2 separate regions of the Hordeum vulgare genome follow, and region 2 is linked to region 1. Evidence: chromatin contacts called from public Hi-C data. All regions are on one chromosome and are shown on one strand. The core of a region is the stretch at or near the end of the contact, and the rest is flanking DNA. Distances in the headings are between cores, read along the strand shown. Region 1 holds the start of LOC123443020 (UDP-glycosyltransferase 73C1-like). Region 2 holds the start of LOC123443021 (UDP-glycosyltransferase 1-like).

Region 1 (5,713 bases), core at 3,080-5,579:
ATTGGTTGTTCCCCATTTCTCTGCCACCACCATGGCCCCATCCATCCATGTCTCCTCTAAAATGCTTTGTCTTTCGTCTTCCCAGTTTCACAACCTTCCACTCTGGGTCGGGCCATAGTTGTACTCCATGATACTCCGGCCATTGTGATTGGTCAAAGTATGGTTCAAATCTAGGAGCCCATGTATGCTTCGTGGTCATTATCGAGAACTCGGACTCCCTCACGGTTAGTGGATGGTTGACGTCCACATTCCTACTGCGAGCTGCCGTGTACAAATGTGAGCATGCGAGATGAAGCAACCTTGGCCTCCCACAAGAGCAATCACACAAGGATAAAGAAACCTTGAACGCCCTGTTTCCGTATTGCTGGCCATCGTTTGTCGTTCCTCCGGGCTCATTCACTTCGTATGTCCAATCCTCGTTGTTGTACAGGGTAGCCGTTTGGGAGTCAGCCTTCCGTGATTGAAATACCATCCATTTGTCAACCTTTGGTGGAAACTGGTACTTATACTTTTTCTTGTTCTCTCCCGCAATCTGATCATCTGTTTCTTGTGAGTACTTTAGAAAGTATGCTCTCAACTTGTCGAATGTGTATTGAACTATTGCCGTCACCGGCAACGCACGGACACCCTTCAACACCCGGTTGAAGCATTCTGCCATGTTACTGGTCATTTGACCATATCTTCGGCCATCTTCGTCATAAGCTCGTGCCCACTTGGCCCGAAGTTCAATGTGCCTGTTAAGAAACTCAAGCCCACCTGCATCAAGTTTTTTGTTTACAAGCAAAGCATTGTACAATCTTGCAAATCGTTTGTCAGAAAATGCTTGACAACAATCTTGAAGATCATCCGCCAACTCCTTGCTACCACATGCCCGGTAGAAGTTTGCACAGAAATGCCTCATGCACCATCGATGATGCAAAGGAGCATGGCCGGGAATGACAATGTCAACCGCGTTAAGTATGCCTTGATGACGATCCGATATGACACATATTTCCCTCTCAAACGGTAATACTTTGGTTCTCAAAATATGCAAGAACCATTCCCAGTTAACATTGTTCTCTGCCTCAACCAAAGCAAAAGCCAAAGGCATCAACCGGTTATTGGCATCACTTGCCATTGCAACCAACAAAGTGCCCTTGAATTGTCCGGTCAAAAACGTGCCATCGATGGAGATGACAGGACGGCAGTGCTGGAAAGCCCTCACACATTGCTCAAATGCCCAAAATGCACGGCCAAATACGCGAACCCTATTTCCATTCTTAATCCTTGTTTTCTCCCCATACGGCTCGACCACATGAACCATGCCCGGGTTAGTGTGGGCAATAGCTCCCAACAACCTAGGTATGCGGTTGTATGCTTCCTCCCAATCACCATACAACATCTTGAATGCGGCTTGCTTTGCTTTCCATGCCTTACCATATTTCACCTCATAGTGAAACAGGGCTTTCACAAGGTCTTGTATGCTTTTTATGCTCATTGTAGGAAGAGAGGAGATGGAGTTGGAAAGCCTATAAGCGATGAACTCGGAGGTTAGTTGTCTATGGCTTTGCGACGATAGGGCACCATCAACCCTCTTGCCTTGACACATGTGAGGCATACAACTGACAATGTTCCATCCTGGCCCTCCTTTCCATGGTCTTGCACGGACAATCCAAGGACAACCTCTATCCTCACATGCAACCGTGTAGCGCAGCTTCATGTTTGAATGAACAACTTTGTGTGGTCTATAATGCGTAACAGAATATTCATCCAACCACATCTTCAGTTCAAAGAATGTTTCGAACTTTGACCCAGGCAAAATAATATTCTTCCCATGTGTGTCCCGATGAGAAGGTGGCCTAACTCCAAACAATATGCCTTCACCTCCGTCAACCACGGCTTCATCCGCAAGGCTAAGATCCTCGAACAATGGTGTCTGGTGATCACGCTTTAATACCTTCGTGAAAGCTTCAGCCTCCTTTGCCGTGAACCCTTCCTCATCAACTTCTTCATCAGGACCCTCATCGTCAGACTCAGAGGCATACCCACGTGAGTACGGAATGGAATGGTCCATTGTATCTTGCAAATTATATTTGTCCAAATCACCAAGATTGTTGTCATGAAGAACATTACCATCATCATAGTGCTCATAATTAGCCTCTACCAATGGTTCATGTTCAATGTTGACCTCTTCGTTAGCCTCATACACACAAGAAAGAGGTTCAATGTTGGCCTCTTCGTTGATGGTTGCAGGAATAGCTTCAACAATCGAAGAGGCAACCCGCTTCAAATCCAACAAGTTAGGAACATTTGTTTTCATGGCAAATAACTCTAGAGCCTTGTCTAGTGATTCGTCCACCGTATCCTTGTATGCAAGCCAACGTTGCTCGGAGTTGACACGCATGGTCTTCCAACGAATGTGCATTCCGAATCCCACATTATGCCTACCAGCAAACTCAACTACATCACTAGGGTCCATCCAATTCAAATCCTTTCGGACTTGTTCCAACAATTCACCATAGCTAGGACACAAATCGAACACCATGTCAAGCTCATCCGGGTCTGGATCAATATTGCCTTTTAAAAAGGCATCCTTGTCCACGTGATGAACATAAACACATGTTCTTCCCATACCTAAACAACAAAACATAGAACCTTTTTATGAGCAATCATACAATTACAATAACAATAGCCTAACTTCCAAATAACCCTAACCCCATCATAACCCTAACACAACCAAACATCCCTAACCCTAGCCTAACCATAGCCTAACCCTAAAATAATCATAATGCACACATCCAAACAACCCTAATCCTAACCCCATCATACCCCTTATCCTAACATACAAACAAAACCAACAATATCATATACATCCCATATTTCATGAAAAACTAGGGTTTCGTCAAATTTGCAAAAAAAAGAACACAAAAGATTTTCCTTTGGATGAGAATGAGGGGAGAGGTGGGGATTACCTTAGGGGAGTGATTGGACAACAAATGCCCGGTCCAAACCTTCAGATTTGGTGATTTAGAGAAAGATTTGAGGGAGGGGGCAGTGGCTGGGAGAGGGGCTGGGGGAGGGGCTGGGGGAGGGGAATGAGGGAGGGGTGGGGAGGGGGGCTGGCCCGTGGCTGTATAAGTCAATGTGTGGCGCCTGTCAATGTGTGGCGCCTAAGGGTCAGGCGCCACACATTACAATGTGTGACGCCTGAGGCTTAGGCGTCACACTGCCTGGGGGTGGGCCCCTACATGCCACGTGGTCGGTTGTGTGGCGCCGAACCTCTAGGCGTCACACAGTACAGTGTGGCGCCTAGGTGTCGGGCACCACACAAAAGGGTCAGGCCGGTGAATTATTTCCCTCGAGGGGTCAATCCGTGAGTTCTTTCGTCCCAGGGGTCATTTTTATCAATTTTGCCAAACATAGTGCAGTGCACGTCCAGAAAAATTACGATCAGCGTCATCGGACGGTCGAGCGGGCGGCTGACGTGCATGTTAATATGAATCGGGTGATTTCAAGCTTTTTCCAATCAAGAAAGATGTCATTCGGATTGTTGAGTGCAAAAGAAACTATCGAACAGCAAGACGAAGGGGAACCCCATGACATGATACACTCTATTGTACATAAGCATTATTATATCTTCCTTAAAACGGTCACCGTACCTACCTACCATGACAATCTCTACTCCTCGCATGTACATTGATACTGATTCAGTTGTCTACAAGAATCGCCAACTCAGATTTTTTACGACATGGAGGAGAGAGAATGGAGAAAAAGAGGAAGCATGTCGGTAGAATTATAGATCGTCTGCAGCGCTTAATTTTTGGTCGCTACCGACGGCTTTCTAGCGTTGTATCGTGGTCGTCTGCAAGTAACTCCTTTGTACGTGGATCCAGCCTTCCAATCCTCTGCAACTCGGTAAGCCGGTGAGCAGCAGGGGCTAGAGTAGGGATTCGGGCCATCAATCAAGCGATAATGGTCTATCTAGTTGCCTAGCTTACGTGAAAGTTGCACATATAAAAGGATCGATTTGAGCGTTCAGGAGCAATCCGTATGTACGTGCCTATTAACTAGGATAATTTCTCGAGTTCAGCTCAATCACTTGCGTCTTCAGGATGAGCTTTGTTCCGAACTGTCATAATAATGTCGTGACTGGTGGACGTCACGTTCAGGGCAGCCGGAGCACGAAGATGGTCTACTTTAGATAATTATTAACTGACCATATTAATTTGGTACTCCCTTTGTTAATGATATAAACGTTTTATATTAATTTACAGTAGGAGTACTTTATAATGTTACAGGTAGTCTAAAAGATAACCGACTGTAAAGAATGTTTTTACATATGTTTATACTTCATCTGTTTCTAAATACTTGTTGTTGGAAAAAACTAGACTATATTTTTCTAACAACAAATATTATGATACAGAGGAAGTAGATGATTGGGGGTTTGGTATAGACAGCAGGTGTCTAAACCAATGTACATGGAAAGAGAGAGAGATAGATAGGCGGGGCGCACCAGTGTTGTCGGTGTTTGGCTGCAGGCAACCCAAAGAATTCTAGGCAGCTCCACTCCTCGACATGCCGGACGCGTCACACTGACCAGCTCGATGGATAAGCCTGAACCGCTCCCTCTTGCTGCTGTCATTGTTGGCCAGTGCGAAGAGCGGGAAGACATGGCGGCGTCGGAGCTACACTTCTTGCTGGTGCCGCTGGTGGCGCAGGGCCACATCATCCCCATGGTGGACCTGGCACGCCTCCTCGCCGCTCTGGGGCCGCGCGTCACCGTCGTCACCACGCCTGTCAACGCCGCGCGGAACAGGGCCACGGTCGACGGCGCCAGGAGGGCGGGCCTTGCCGTCGAGCTCGTGGAGCTCCCCTTCCCCGCCCGGCAGCTGGGGCTGCCGGAGGGGCTGGAGAACCTCGACCAGCTACTAGACAACGTCAGCAGTACCATGTACCTCGCCTTCTTCAAGGCCATCTGGAAGATGGCGGAGCCGCTGCAGGAGTACGTCCGTGCGCTGCCGTGCCGGCCGGACGGCCTCATCGCCGACTCGTGCAACCCGTGGACGGCGGGCGTTTGCACGGAGCTCGGCATCCCGAGGCTGGTACTGCACTGCCCATCCGCCTATTTCCTCCTCGCCGTGCACAACCTGTCCACGCACGGCGTGTACGACCGCGTCGGCGACGACGAGATGGAGCCGTTCGAGGTGCCGGACTTCCCAGTGCGGGCCGTCGGGAACACGGCCACGTTCCGGGGCTTCTTCCAGCACCCCGGCGCGGAGAAGGAGCAGCGCGACGTTCTCGACGCCGAGGCCACCGCCGATGGCCTGCTGCTCAACACGTTCCGCGGCGTCGAGGGCATCTTCGTCGACGCGTACGCGGCGGCGCTCGGCAAGAGGACGTGGGCCATCGGGCCGACGTGCGCCTCCGGCATCTTGGATAAAGACGCCGACGCCATGGCCAGCCGCGGCAACCGCGCCGACGTCGATGTCAGCCACGTCGTCTCATGGCTCGACGCCCGGCCACCGGCGTCCGTGCTGTACATCAGCTTCGGCAGCATCGCACAGCTGCCAGCGAAGCAGCTCGCCGAGCTCGCGAGCGGCATCGAGGCGTCGGGGCGGCCGTTCGTCTGGGCCATCAAAAGGGCCAAGACCGACCTCGCCGTGAAGGCGCTGCTCGACGACGAGGGGTTCGTGTCGCGCGTCGAGGGAAGGGGCCTCCTCGTGCGCGGGTGGGC
Region 2 (6,320 bases), core at 1,800-4,299, 220 kb before region 1:
TATGTAGGTACCCCCGCGAAGTAGTTTCGCATCAAATGCTCGTGTCCGAGAGCGCGGTTCCGGTAGATGGTGAGTCGCCCCATCTTCGACCCTCTCCTCTGATCCAAAAGCTTCACGCGGTCTTCAAACGCTTGCACGTCGACGAGGAGGCTCATCATCTCGACGTCGTCGTCTTGCAACAACTCGTCAATGTCCGAATCGTCGGATGATGACCAATCCGACGAATCCGACAACGAGTCCATCTACATACGAAGTGGCTACAATTAGTGCCAATGAAGCAAAAGTTTAAAACTAAAAAAGTAAAAAAAAATCTCACCAGTGAGCGGAGGGGCGGCGGCCGAGGCGCGGTGGGGCGCCGGGGCGGCGGCCGGGGCGCGGAGGGGCGGCAGGACGGCGGCCGGAGCGTGGGGACGGCGGGGCGTCGGCCGGAGCGGAGGGGCGGCGGCCGGGGCGGAGGGGCAGCGGCGAGGCGAGATGCGGACGGCGGCGGGTGCGGAGGGGCGGCGGCCGGGGCGGAGGGGCAGCGGCGAGGCGAGATGCGGACGGCGGCGGGTGCGGAGGGGCGGCGGCCGGGGCGCGGCGGGGCGGTGGCCGGGGCGCGGAGTCGCGGAGGGGCGGCTGCCGGAGCGTGAGGCGGCGGCCGGAGCGCGGGGCGGCGGCGGGGCGAGATGCGGCGGGGCGGCGGGTCGACGAGGCCACGGCAGGGGCGCGGGGCGCGGAGGGGCGGCGGGTCGACGGCCGGGGGGCGGAGGGGCGGCGGGGCGGCGGCCGGAGCGCGGGCCGGCGGCGAGGCGAGATGCGGCCGAGCTATTTCCTCTCGCGCGGGGGAACCAACTGGCTCCCGCGCGAGGAGGGAAAATGAGTGCGGGTTGGGGACAGTTTTCCCCCCAACCCTCACTTCTACAGGCTGGGAAGGGGTTTGACGGTTCGACCTCTAATTTTTTTACGGGTTTAAGAGTTTAAGGATTCTAGTCTACGCCGTTTTTTTATGAAAACTGTAAAAAACGATTATTTTTAAGGGTTGGAGGGTTGTACGCTCTAAGAGATTCGTTGGCCGAAGTGTAGCAGTCCCCTCAGAATGGAGTTTTACATTTGCGTATACAACATGATCCAGTGTTGAACTTATTCCAGGAAATGGAAGATCCTAAATGCTAACTTGCGTCATTTGTACCGGCAGCACAGCATCCTGTTGGTTCTTCTCTCCGAGCTCGGAAGGCCGGGCCATCGAGCTCGCGTCCCTCTCGCGGCTTCTCTGCTTCGACAGGTCCGTGACATAGCGGATCATGTCCGTCAAGTCGGAATGCGATGACCCGCTTTCCTCCATGGCCGCCCTCGCCTCAGCGGCGATCTCGTTGGCCCTGAGCCTCCTCGCCGACCCCTCCGGCCCGTCGCCCATCATCTCTGCAACCGCCTTCTCCACCTCGCGGCTCGTCACCTGAACCCCCTCGGCCTCTTTCGGGAGGTACATGGCGGGGATCTTGACGCCGGACCTGACGCCCACGCCGAGCACGTCCACGAGCAGCTGCTCGCTGCAGAACTGGTCGGCGACGGTGGGCCACGTCAGAGTCGGCACGCCGTAGGAGACGGCCTCCAGCGTCGCGTTCCAGCCGCAGTGCGTGAGGAAGCCGCTCACCGCCGGGTGCGAGAGGATGGTCACCTGCGGCGCCCACCCGCGGACGAGGAGGCCCCTGTCCTTGACGCGCGCCTCGAACCCCTCGTCGTCGAGCAGCGCCCGAACGGCGGCGTCCCCCTTGGCCTCCTTGATCGCCCACACGAACGGCCGCCCGGACGCCTCGATGCCGCGCGCGAGCTCGGCTAGCTGCTTCGCCGTCAGCTGCGAGATGCTGCCGAAGCTGACGTACAGCACGGACGCCGGCGGCCGGGCGTCGAGCCACGAGACGATGTGTCCGGCGTCGACGTCGGCGCGGTTGCCGCGGCCGGCCTTGGCGTCGGCGTCGTTGACCATGCTGCTCGAGGCGCATGTCGGCCCGACGGCCCACGTCCTCTTGCCGAGGGCCACCGCGTACCCGTCCACGAAGACGCCTTCGATGCCGCGGGACGTGTTGAACAGCAGGCCGTCGGCGGTGGCCTCGGCGTCGAGCGCTTCACGGTACTCCTTCTCCACGCCGGGGTACTGGAAGAATCCCCGGAACGTTGCCTTATTGCCGACGGCGCGCACCGGGAACTCCGGCACCTCGAACGGCGCCATCTCGTCGTCGCGGACGCGGTCGTACACGCCGTGCGCCGACAGGCGGTGCACGGCGAGCTGGAAGTAGGCCGAGGGGCAGTGCATCACCAGCCTGGGGATGCCGAGACGTTCACACACCGGCGCCGTCCACGGGTTGCACGCATCGACGACGAGGCAGACCGGCCGGCGCGGCAGCGCCCGGAGGTACTCCTCCAGCGGGTCGGCGATCTTCCATATGGCCTGGAAGAACCTGAGGTACATGGCCGGCTCGAGCCCTGCCATCTGGTCGATAGCCTCCACCCCCTCCGGTAGGCCGAGCTGCGCGCAGGGAAAGGGGAGCTCGACGAACTCGACGGCGAGACCGGCCCTCCTGGCGCCGTCGACGGTGGCCCTGTTGCGCGCGGCGTTGACGGGCGTGGTGACCACGCTGACCCGCGGGCCGCGCGCGGCGAGGAGGCGCGCCACGTCCACCATGGGGATGATGTGGCCCTGCGCCACCAGCGGCACCAGCACGAAGTGCAGCTCCTCCGGCATCGCCATCGACGGCAGCTCGATCCGATCCGAATCTAGCTAGCTAGTCAGTGCGAGTGTGTGTGTGTGCGAGTGAGCACATACGAACACCCCGGTCAATGGTGCGCGTACACGGCCGATGTCGAGGCTAAATCATGCTCCGTGACGTCCGTGGTGACGCGATGAATTGATCAAATTTTAAGCGGGTGGAGGTTGTCACTTGACTTGTCAATGAACGGAACGTGATAGGAAGCAGTAGGTGGTCAAAGAAAATGTGCGTGCACTAGTGGAGGATCAACTTGCGATTGATCTGATTTTCCCTAGTGCTTGGCATGGCGACAGTGGGGTTATGGATTTTCTAAGTCAGTGCGGCGCCCGTGCCGGGCGGGACCTGCACCTGCGCGAGATCGATCAGTTCAAAGCTGATTCGGGGGTACCGAGAAGTTTTTGGCAAGCTGACGGCCGGAATGGTGACATGTGCGCCAATCCACCTAGCACTGGCCAAGGTGCCTCGTGGTGTTCAAGAACAGACAGAGCCTAGGTAGAACCGTCCAAGGCTTCCAAGCACGCTCTGTCGCTCTGGTTCAGCAATTCTCCTATGAAACCGTCCAAGGCTTGTAAGGGCAACTCTAACCGGCCGATTTAAACGGACGGCGTTTTTGTTCTTATTTATCCGTTTAAATCGGTCCATCAGATACCAACATCCGTTTTCGTGTTTGGATCGGCGTTTTTTGCAAAAGATAAGTCACCTTGTGGTTTTCTGCAATCGATGCCCCAAATGTGGTGGTTTTTTGCAATTCACTCGGCCCTTAATACATGAGATTTTCCCTCCATAAACTGGGTTGTGAGTGGGAAAAAAATGATGGCCACACCTAAATTTTAGATCGGTTTTCCAACAAATGCTAGTTATATTTTCTATGCAATGTGCATTGCTAGTACCTGAGGTCTCCAGATTTATTCCTTCTTCCAAATAGGTTCAAGATGTTTATATTGATTCATTCGTAGATGGACTCAATCATGCGTCTCTTTTTGTGCTTGTCAGTTACACAAGCAAATACATTCTCAGTTTCCCACAGGATCACAAAGGACTTCTTTTATTCAAAACCAATAGACACGAGTTCGGGAAGATACGCTTCACTTGCATGGAAGCTTCTCCTCTGATTCATCACTTTTATGTACCCACCAGACAGCCTGCTCAACACGCATGGTTCAATTCTCCTATCCCTTTGAGCCATACCAAAGCGCCAGATCCACAATACAAAGCCATGTAATTTACTGTGATCGTCCCCTGAATCTGTGGTAATCCAGATAGTAACTGAGGACTACATCATTTTTGCTAGGAGCGACCCCAAAATCTTGTGACAATGGCTTCCCCACTATTTGGACATGAGACACACTAGGATAAAATGCATAACCAATATATCAGTGTAATACGAAATCATATAAAGAGATATCATGTGAAATCAATGAAGCGTTTCCGCAAGTGCTCGAAAGCTCACCATATGTAGTACAGACCATCAACCGTGTCCTTGTGGACCCTCCCAAGAAGCTCAATCTTTACCACTCCACCGATACATAGAACTGGGTGTGGTAGCTTAAAAGATTGCATCACATTTTCCTGGAATATCACACCTCATGTTACTTTCAAACACCTAAATTTTATATTTATTACACAAAAAAGAAAGACAGCTAGGAATATGTATGCCCACTGACCTGCAACATTGGAAATTCCGGAGATGTGTACGTCCAGATATAATTGCTATCATCAATCAGCTCCCCATCATCAGTTTGAACATGTACATGTGTTTCAGACCAGAGGGGTGGCTTTACATAGCCCATGTGGAATCGGATATGTTTTGCTGAGTATATCGGATGATTACGTCGGAAAAATGCTGCACGGTGAAGAGTATTAGCACAGAAGGCATCTTTTGCATACAGAAAGAAGGCTGAATCAAGTCTTAGGTGCCAGACCTTTGAATGGCCGTATCTTGATTTCATCAACGAGACACAGCTCCGACTGAAGCCTATATATCAGGCATTCTGGCACAGCAGGATCTTTGTGGCCACCGCTCGACCAATAAGACGGTCTCCTCTCGTCACGATCAACCGGTTCAAGGGTATTTCCTATGGCCTCTTCAGGGAAATGATCAGTGCTGGATGCACCTACGCAGTGATTGATGCAATCCTTGGGGTTGTACGGCGAGAGAAGACCATGGCTAAGATGCATATACACCCTGTGATCGCTCCCGAGCTTCTCCAACCCGGCACAATCACTTGATCCAGCATTTTGGTGTGCATTGCTGAAGCTGCCCAACTCAACACGGGTGAAGTTGGAAACCTCCGGATAAACCCGCAGGCACAGGAGCTTGCTGAACTGATTTGCAATAACTGAATAAAAAGATTCAAATTCAGCTGGTCTGAACCTTGTGGGTAGTATTGTCACTGAATGGAAAACCAAACAGCGGCTAGCATAGCAGCAATGCAGCATATGAGATGGTTCTATAAGCAGCAATATATATAATATCGGAATATAATGGATCCAATTCAGCTGGGACGTTATGAAGCTTATGAGCAGAGAAACGAACATAAGGTCAGTAGCATAACAGCAAAAATTAAGATGGTTCTGTAAGCGGCCTATTTGGGTGGCATCGTCGTCAAATCGATTGTGGAATTTCCGCATCGAGTGGATCGCTGGCTGGTAATAATAAGTAGCTAGACTAGAATCTACATGGATGGATGGACGCATAGGCATGTGGAGGCAGATCCAGGAAATTAGGGCGTACCGAATCGGCGCCATGAGCGGGAGACGGCGGTGGCGCGGGCGAGGTCGGCGGGGTCGTCGAGCAGGCTGAAGACGGTGGCGGAGTTGTCCGGGCCCAGGCTCTCGAGAAAGTCCAACCCCCGACCCTCCTCCCACGACATCGCAGGCAATTCTCTTATCCTCTCCATAGTCAACCCCCGAGAAGACGCCATCGCAGGCAAATCTCCTCTCCTCTGTATATAGTCCAGACCCACAAGTAGAGGAGAAGGTCAAAAGCGGCTAGAACAAGGGGCCTCGCGTTCGGTGCCTTGTGTCCAGGGGCGAAGAGCATCTCCATCCACGTCCCTAAATCTTTTTTCTGTCCGAGTGAAAAAACAGTCCGGTTGTCTAAGGAGGCTGTTTTTTCGAATTTGGTCCGACGGTTCCAAGCCGAATCCGCGTGTTGAGGCGTTCGGGGTCCGACGCAAACGTTTTTAGCGCGAAATGCGTGTGGACCGGTCGAATCAGCTACCAGATGCATTCATCGTCCTCATCGTCTTGTTTTCCGCGGGAATCAAAGCGAAGGTTGCGCCGCCGGTCGGTCTTTTATTGATTCGGGGGGGGTGGGGGGGTGAAGACGCGCGTCCTGTCCACTCCCTCCACGCGTTCGCCCGGCTGCCGTCCACTCATCGCCCGCCTGCGGCTATATAAGTCGTCCCTCCCTCGTCGATGGCCGCACATCTCTCGCCGCCAACGCCCCTCTCCTCTTTTCACCCCCTTTCATCATCGGCCCCCTTTCATCATCGGCGCCTCCTCTCTCTCTCCACCAATGCCCGACCGCTACCCCAACGGCGGAGCGGCGGCCAACGACATCGACCGCTA

What was found. A called contact is a pair of places that touch in the nucleus more often than the background predicts.
Region 2: a contact with region 1 is called in a Hi-C map of seedling, with 4 times the contacts expected there. The contact joins the promoter of LOC123443021 here to the promoter of LOC123443020 in region 1. A contact is called at or near these places in 3 of 6 Hi-C or Micro-C datasets (leaf and seedling).

Annotation. Positions count from the first base shown.
Region 1 is chr3H:72,845,162-72,850,874 of MorexV3_pseudomolecules_assembly, reverse strand. LOC123443020 (UDP-glycosyltransferase 73C1-like) reads left to right here and starts at 4,329. Exons shown (of 2, transcript XM_045119237.1): 1 at 4,329-5,713. The coding sequence starts at 4,584.
Region 2 is chr3H:73,067,100-73,073,419 of MorexV3_pseudomolecules_assembly, reverse strand. It overlaps LOC123443021 (UDP-glycosyltransferase 1-like), which reads right to left and starts at 3,049. Exons shown (of 1, transcript XM_045119240.1): 1 at 1,033-3,049. The coding sequence starts at 2,728. The coding sequence ends at 1,145. It overlaps LOC123443022 (F-box protein At4g00755-like), which reads right to left and starts at 5,785. Exons shown (of 5, transcript XM_045119241.1): 1 at 5,482-5,785; 2 at 4,670-5,086; 3 at 4,412-4,590; 4 at 4,198-4,316; 5 at 3,663-4,094. The coding sequence starts at 5,671. The coding sequence ends at 3,971.